Linked DNA regions of Mus musculus: region 1 is linked to region 2. The links are chromatin contacts, called in public Hi-C maps. All regions are on one chromosome and are shown on one strand. Each heading gives the region's core, a stretch centred on a gene start, on an enhancer-like site or on the middle of the called end of the contact. The rest is flanking DNA. Distances are from core to core; before and after follow the strand shown.

Region 1 (4,080 bases), core at 893-3,392, 450 kb before region 2:
TTTGTGAGACTTAATGATGGAACATCAAGGCTTACCTGTAACTAATTTAGAATTCCTGGGTGTAAACTAAGACATAGTATTCAATGAGTATTTAATACACAGACTTTGGCTAGACTTCTTTCAATTAGAAGTTATTAGTTGCACAATTTCCATTTTCAGGTTATCTGTGCACTTGCAGATAGTATCAGATAAGGGTGGAGCCCAGGCATTGGTACCTAGGGAATTTCACAAAGTTCTTTTATAATCATTTATTGCCTACTGTGCCCTTAATGATCTTACTCAGGATCCCATTAGGTTAGCTGTGAATTTACTAATTGGTCCCCTGATAGTAGCCAGAGGGTGTCAAACCCTTTTGCTCCATCCCATAATGGTCATGCCAGGGACAAGACAGAAGTTGCTGGTTTCAACCCTGTTTCCTTTCTAAGGATAAGGCACACTGCTTTCTACAGTACAACAGGAATCTCTCACTTTGGAATGTACCCATGACCTACTTTTAAAAGTAATTTAAAGATGTTGCCAAACTCAGTCAAAGATTAGACTACCCACTAGCTATTCTGAAGTATTAGAGTGACATTAATGCTATCTGCTACATCAACAGCTTTAATACATTTTGAACAGGGTTTTCTCCTACCTCTGTTGATTCTTAGACTAGATGAAACGTGTCTAGTGTCTGGACTCAAAGCAGTTGTACAAACAAACTCATGCAAGTTGTTTCTGTACATATACAACAAATGTTTGTTTGGATATAATGTATCTCCTTGAAGAATACTTGGTTGTAACCTTCATCTCTAGCTAGTAAACCAATAACTGAGAAGTGGCTGGATTATGAGAACTCTGATTTTATCTGTAAAGAAAATACCTTCTGTATTGTATGGATGCATCATCTGTCAATTAAAAACCTTTGACTTATGGCTTAGGCAAGAAATAGAGGTGGGACATCCAGGAGAAGGAAGAATTCTGTGATAGAGGAAGGCAGGGATATTGGGCCAGAAGATGCAATGAGATGGAGGCATGGTACCTGAGCAAAGTAACCAGCCATATGACAGAATGTAGATTTAAACAAACGGGTTATCTTAAGTTATGAATCTAGTAAGAGAAGAGCCTAGCTATATGGCTAAGGTATCTATAAATATATTTTGAGTCTGAATTTTTTTCTGGGAGCATGAAGCTGGGAAGAAAAACTGGGCCTAACTTTAGCATTGTCTGTGGTTTTATAATTTGATGCCAGTATTGAGAAGTAGTGGAGATATTAGGAAATAGCTACTGGGGTTATTCACTGAGAAGATATACTTTGTCCCAGGCCTTCCACATTGGTCCCTTTTCTACGGTGTTGCATCCTCTCCCACATGTACCCATTGCCAGTAGAACATAGATTAAAACTCCTGAAGCATGAACCAAAATAAATCATTCCTTTTTCGAATTATTTCTGTCTCAATGGTAATGGTTGACAAATCAGGGCTGGAAAGATGGGTCAGTTATTAAGAGTGCTGGATACTCTCATACATGGTACCTCACAAAGATTTGTAGCTATATTTTTAGGGGCTCTCACATCCTCTTCTGACCTTCATTAGCACTGTATAAATGTAGTAGTATACAAACATACATGAGGGTAAGGCATTCATACACATAAAATTAAAATAAAATAAAATATTTTTTAAAATAGCTGACAAACCTAAAAGGTAATTAGATTTGCTGACCTTGTATTTATATTCATAATTCCTCAGATGAGAATCCTAAGAAACTTTCCCTTGTTGAAATGAATCTAGTGCTTGTGGTTCATGTATAAATACTTGACCTAATAAAATATTTCTGGAGTTTTGGAATCCTCAGTTTGCACCATTTAACAGTCTTTTGGATTGTGACCTGGAGGAGTTCTGCTTCTGCCAAGGACTCATTCCTAATTACTCCAGCAAGACTGTGCTGCCTTGACTTTAATTGGTTCAGTGTGTTTCTGAGTGATTGATCTCATCTATTCTATTTGTGCTGGTGTCTTTAATATCAATCCGTCTGCATTTTCTAGAGCTGTTCACCTACAGCTGTAGCTTTGTTTAGTAGAAATTCTGTAGCTGCAGATATTGTGCAGAGTGCTTCTGCCCTGGGAAGATAGGCTGAAGGACCCCGGAAAGATAGGCTGAGGGCTCTGGAACGATAGGCTGAAGAGCCACCACAACCGATAGCTTAATCTAGGCACCAATGAGCCTGTGTGTGATACAGGATCTGCTGCTTCATTGTCTGATTGGGCTAAGTAAATGGATAAGACTCAATTCATCACAAGAAAGTGGAGGTGACAATAGTACTTATGTCATGGGGTAAAGCATTAAATGACTTAACGTACGCAAAAGCTCTTAGAACAACTGAGTAGTATTGGTGAAATAGATACCATTGCCAAAGCTTGTCCTAAGATTCTGAGCAAATTGATTTGGAGTGGGGCTTAGGCATCGATGTTTTATAAAAACTCTAACATGGTTTTCCTGTGCAGTTAGGATTGAGTCACTAGACTATGTGAGTTTCAAAGTCTAGGCTAATAGATACTATCATGGATTTATATACTTACGTCTTATCTCTTCACTTTGTTCAATTTAGAGCTGTTTGTGTTATTAACTTCTGTTTGGAAAGCATCCTAGGAAGGCAAGACACATTAACAACAAATGCACACTAGCTATACTTTATAATGGTAGATTCTTCATTACTCTTTCTTAATGCACACACACATACACATATGATTGGGTTGGTGAGTACATGTGTATATACACGTATGTTGATGCTGGAGGATAACCTTGAGTATCATAAGAGATTCATCTTATTCATGTCCTTTGTGTCAGGGTCTCCTATTAGCCAGTTCTCAAAAGTTAGGCTAGTATTGTGTGATAAAACATTTCCTTCGGAGACAAAACACACACATCTACTCACTCCAGACAGGGATCCCATGACAGTCTAAAGTACTTATTACACAAAAGTCCAACACAGTGAATCAATGTGTCTTATTGGGATTATTTACAGGAACACAAATAATTCAAAGACAGCTGCATCACCAAAGCCCACAAAGCTGGGAACCTTGGAGCACTCTGCACAGCTTGCAGGTAGGTCAATAAGTTGGAGAGTGTCCTATCCAGGCACCCCTGCTGGTCTAAACCTCTTCCACACAGCTGGTAGTTTCTGCCTCTTCCACAAAGCAGGTGTGGTCTCAGAGTCCTCTTTGAAGCTCAGCTTCCTTCTGTCTTAAGGGAGACTCTCAGCTTTTATTTTTTACTCTGGTAGAAAGGGGCCCAGCAAATCTGGTCAAGTTCAAGGATGTTTCAAAGCTTCTCTGGAAGCTTCCCTGTAGGATGGAATGTTTTCATCTTAGAAGAAACTTACGCCACAGCTAGATTGGCTGCCCAGTGAACGTCCCTGGATCCTTATGCCTCTGTTTCCTAAGCACTGATTTTATAGACATTCTTTCATGTGGGATCTGGTAGGACTCACATCCATGTGCTTTCCTGGTAAAGTACTCACTGAGACATCCTCCCAGCCCAGATCATATTCTCTCTCTCTTTCTCTCCCCCCCCCCCCCTTCCTCCTCAGCCTCCCTCAGCCTTGAAGCAGGTGATTCAGACTTTGCTGCCACTGAATAAGAGATCACCTGGGGTGTAGCCTTCCTACTTAGATGGCTATATTGTTATGTCAACTACTGCTCCCCTTCTCTGAGACTCTGCTACCTGCTGAGAGACCCTTGAGACTTTCCGGAGACGCATCCTATTCTGCACGTCTACAGGCTGGTTCCAGGCACTAAGAATGGATTGGCAGGGGATGGGCCTCCCCTCTTTATAAGCAAGACTCTTAGTAAACTTTGGGGCCTTGATCAGAGAAAAATTTGTCTAGTTTCTTTCAGCCCCAGCCTGCCCTTCAGGAGTACCGGTTCATGTAAGCTGCGGGCTCTCTCTCTCTCTCTCTCTCTCTCTCTCTCTCTCTCTCTCTCTCTCTCTCTCTCTCTCCCCCTCCCTCCCTCCCTCCCTCCCTCCCTCCTCCTTCTCTCTCTCCTCCTTGTCCTCTTCCTCCTCCTCCTCTTCCTTTTCCTGTTTTTCTTAAGTCATGGTCTCA
Region 2 (4,170 bases), core at 357-2,856:
AAAGAGCTTCTGATTCCTGGATGAGAATAAAACCTGTTGTGTTGATTTCAGGTATTCTCACAGTCTTAAATGACAAGCCATTTTTGCTTTGCTGTCACACAACCTTAAAACCAGGTGATCTTACCGAGCATACTCTAATGGCTCGATGGACTCATGGTAAGGACACTTATTTAAATATATAAACTTCCTGTTTTTATATTTAAATATATAAACTTCCTGTATTCTTTTTGCACGTTTTGTTGCTATGTTTCTGGATTTTCCTTCATGTGTGCATGTGCTATTTAAAGGCTTAGTTTTGTGATGCCAGATACTATAACTGTTCTTTAAAAACAGAATGTTAACACGTCAAGGCATACATCAAATCATCCAGGCTATTTCCAAGCTCCAAGACAGCAAGGTATTTTTCAGATACCCAGAGAGTTTTATACTGCTCATGACAGAATTAGCTTTGGATTTATCAGTCTGGCTGGGTTAGAGGCATAAAAATAAGTTTGTCTTTCTCTTCCCTCCTTCTCTTTACCCTTACTTTTTTTTTTAACTTGTTCATTATTTGTTCTTTTGTTTCTCTTCTGGATGTGTACTAGGTGTAGAATTGAGTCTCTATTAGTTCTAAATCCCTATCGGTGGGTTCATTGATGGAAAAAAAAAGTTGCAGGACCTAAAACTGCATCCAAAACCTTCTCACCTCTGACCTGAGTTAGACTTCATAAGACCTGACCTTCATTTCCAGTCAAACAATCCTGCTCTTGGTACTCTCTACACAGGCATCGGTCTCCACTTCTCTTCCCTTTCCTCTCACATCACATAAAAAGGGGGAAAAAAGCAAAAAATAAAAAATAAAAACACAAAAACGAAAAAGTTCCCTAAAACAAACAAAACCAAAATCCATCTGTCACCCAAAAGCTATGTCCAATTGACAGCTGCTCTGAAAAGGAAAAAAAAAAAAAAACTATTTTTTTTTTCTAACAGATCCTCACTGGGTTAACAAACCAAGCTCAGGCCCCATGCCCAGCAGTAGACGGCCAACACAAAATGAACTCAACGGTATTTTGGGAGGTAATTTTTCTCATAATATTTTGTTTCGGAATTTTCCCTTCCTTTCTCTCTCTCTCTCTCTCTCTCTCTCTCTCTCTCTCTCTCTCTCTTTCTACAAACCTTTTGCTTCATATTACAGATCATGCTTGGGTGTTTATGGGATTTCTGTATGTTCAAATGTGTGCCCCTGTGTCTGTATGTGTTTCTAGTGTCTTTTCTTTGGCTTTTTTTCTTCTTCTTATGTTCATTTGTTTTGCCCTACTTGGGTTTGTTTATTTTTATTATTTATTTATTTATTATTTTATTATTCTTATTATTTCTTCTTTTTTTTTTTAAAAAAGACATCTGTTTTCTATTTAGAGAAGCAAGAAAGGGTGTGGATTTGGGTAGGTGGGGAAGAGCTGGGAAAAGTTGGGTGAGGAGCACTGTACTCAATATATTGTATTAAAAAGAATCTATTTTCAATGAAAAGAGAAGGGTTGTTTCCACGCAGGTAGAGGCTGTCCGTTTTACTGTTCACCCCTACTGGGTATGGGCTCCCTGCCCAGTTTCCCTGGTTACTGTCATTAGAAACAGCAAAGTCATGGCTGAGCAGCACTGCACTGCTGCTCTGCAGAAGCAGAGCCCAGCAGCACTAACAGGCATGCCACAGTTTGTTTGCCAGGCTTGGTTTCTCAGTTCCTGTAAGAGTTAGTATCCATGGGCCAATTGATGATTGGCCATTCTTTCACTCTCTGCTCCACCTTTATCTCTGCACATTTTGTAGGCAGGGAAAACTTTGGATCAAAGGTTTTGTGGGTGGGTTGGGTGGGTGTTCCCCTCCCTCCTCTGAAAGTTCTGCTTGGCAACAGAAGGTGACCACTTCAGGTTCCATTTCCTAAGCTGGTACCAGTCTCAGCTGTCCCAACTTGAGACCCACCCCAGGGGAGAGAACCAACCCCTGATATTATTAGTGATATTCTGCTGTGCTTACAGAAACAAGCCTAGCACAACTGTCATCTGAGAGGATTCATTCAGCAGCTGACTGAAACAGATGCAGAGACCCACATCCAGATATTAGACAGAACTCAGGGAGTCTTGTAGAAGAGTTAAGGGAGTCACTGAGGGAGCTGGAGGGGTCAAGGACACCACAAGAAGACCTACAGAGCCAACTAACCTGGACCCATGGGGCCTCACAGAGACTGGACCACCAACCAAAGAGCATTCAGTGGCTGGACCTAGGCCCACACATATGTAGCAGATGTGAAGCTTGATCTTCATGAGGGTCCCCCCAAAACTGAAGTGAGGGTTTACCATGACTTGGCTGCCTGCCTGTGGATTCTGTTCCCATAACTGGGCTGTCTTGTCTTGCCTCAGTGGGGAGGATGCTCTTACTCCTGATGAGACTTGATGTGCCAAGGGAGGTTGGTACCCAGTGGGGGTGTGGTTCCCCTTCTCTGAGTAGAAGGGGAGGGAAATATGGGGAAGGCAATGAGAGGGTTGGACTGGCAGGGGAGGAGGAAAGGAGGATGCAATCAGGATATAAAGTGAATAAATAAATTAATGAAAAAAAAAGTTGGTATTGTGATCCAACAACTTCAAAAGTGCGGCTGCTAGCAAGGAGACTTTCAAAATTAGCAAATAATTCTGCTGGTTACTTGTCACTGCCCACTTGTTTAAGGATTTCTCTCTATTAGACCAACCTGTGAGAATATTATCAGAATATTTTATATTCTAATACATACTATATATATGACATATATCCTGATAATTATCAGAATAACCTATCAGTGCTCCTCTTATCAGTCTTTACTTTATGCAAATTGGGCCCTGTACAGAAATTTGTGAAGATGAATTCTGAAAGAAATATAATCATTTTGGGAGGTGTCTTAAAATAGGTCCTGGAATTTGAACATTTCTATATTTTTGATGTGGTTTTAATTATTAAGAATGGGATGAACTTCATAGTGAACTACCCATTTTTTTTCTTGTCCTCCAGACAAGGAATGGTGAGTCACAGATACCTTATCATGCCAAATGGTTAGGACATCTTCTGTAGAAGTATATACATAAGGTCAAGCTATATAAAGTTGCTGGTATTTATCCATCTTGTTTCTGAGGATGACAGTTCTTTGTTAAGAACTACCTAGGCTTGATAAAGCTGTCTTCTGAGAGGCTCTGCCAGTGCCTGACAAATACAGAAGTGGATGCTCACAGCCATACATTGAACAGAGCACAGGGTCACCAATGAAGGAGCTAGAGAAAGGACCCAAGGAGCTGAAGGGGTTTGCAGTCCCATAGGAGGAACAACAATATGAACTAACCAGTACCCCCCCACACCCCCAGAGTTCCCTGGGACTAAACTACCAATCAAAGAAAACACAAGGTGGGACTTGTGTCTCTAGCTGCATATGTAGAAAAGGATGGCCTAGTCAGTCATCAATGGGAAGAGAGGCGCCTAGTCTCGTGAAGGTTCTATGCCCCACTATAGGGGAATTCCAGGGCCAGGAAGCAGGAGTGGAGTGGATGGGTTGGTGAGCAGGGGGAGGGGGGAGGGGATGGAGATTTTTCAGAGGTGAAACTAGGAAAGGGAAACTAGAAAAATTTGAAATGTAAATACAGAAAATATCTAATAAAAATTATATATATATATATATATATATATATATATATATATATATATATATACCTAGGCTTGAAGTTGTCAAAGCTGCAGGCTCTTCCCAAGGTTCCATTCCCCAGTGCTGTGCCAACATGGAAGTGGGGGCTCAGTATGCAAAATGGCCATGCTGAATTTCCAAGGGGTTTCACTAATGAACAAATATTCTAGCTTTAGAATTTTCTTCCTGCTCTATAGATTGAACTTGGGGGCCTCTGCATGTCTGTCAAGCACTGTCCTACTGAATTACATCACCAGTCCAGGTTTAGGTTTTCAGTTGGCACATCTCAATGGTATATCACTTCATTTTTGCTTCTCAGTGCTTCTCCAGTCACTGCTCAGGGTTTTGGCATCTGTACCTAACATCAAAACAATCATTTTCAGAAGCCCGTCTATCAACAGATGGTGTCAGTCACTCTATCAATGTTTCCTTAGAATACCCCAAGGTATTCTCTCTTAATCAAAGCTAGTTGAATCAAACTCCATGAAGAGTTGTG

What was found. A called contact is a pair of places that touch in the nucleus more often than the background predicts.
Region 1: a Hi-C map of the G1E-ER4 cell line shows a contact between it and region 2, with 2.4 times the contacts expected there. The contact joins two enhancer-like sites. A contact is called at or near these places in 6 of 39 promoter capture datasets (the C10 cell line, the HPC-7 cell line, cranial neural crest and 3 more), 3 of 484 Hi-C or Micro-C datasets (B cells, the G1E-ER4 cell line and bone marrow-derived macrophages) and 2 of 115 datasets of contacts at active chromatin or transcription factors (both in embryonic stem cells).

Annotation. Positions count from the first base shown.
Region 1 is chr13:75,685,238-75,689,317 of GRCm38.p6, reverse strand. 1700037F03Rik (a long non-coding RNA gene) reads left to right here. Exons shown (of 3, transcript XR_873683.1): 2 at 3,001-3,080. Among named protein-coding and RNA genes, the nearest start is that of Gm23012, 4.7 kb to the left of the region's middle. Within about 2 kb of position 2,142, at least 14 of the 459 cell types and tissues checked have an H3K27ac peak or open chromatin away from gene starts, as enhancers often do. A contact at or near this core is called in the G1E-ER4 cell line, where this site is marked.
Region 2 is chr13:75,234,062-75,238,231 of GRCm38.p6, reverse strand. No RefSeq gene overlaps it. Among named protein-coding and RNA genes, the nearest start is that of Pcsk1, 150 kb to the right of the region's middle. Within about 2 kb of position 1,606, at least 20 of the 459 cell types and tissues checked have an H3K27ac peak or open chromatin away from gene starts, as enhancers often do. A contact at or near this core is called in the G1E-ER4 cell line, where this site is marked.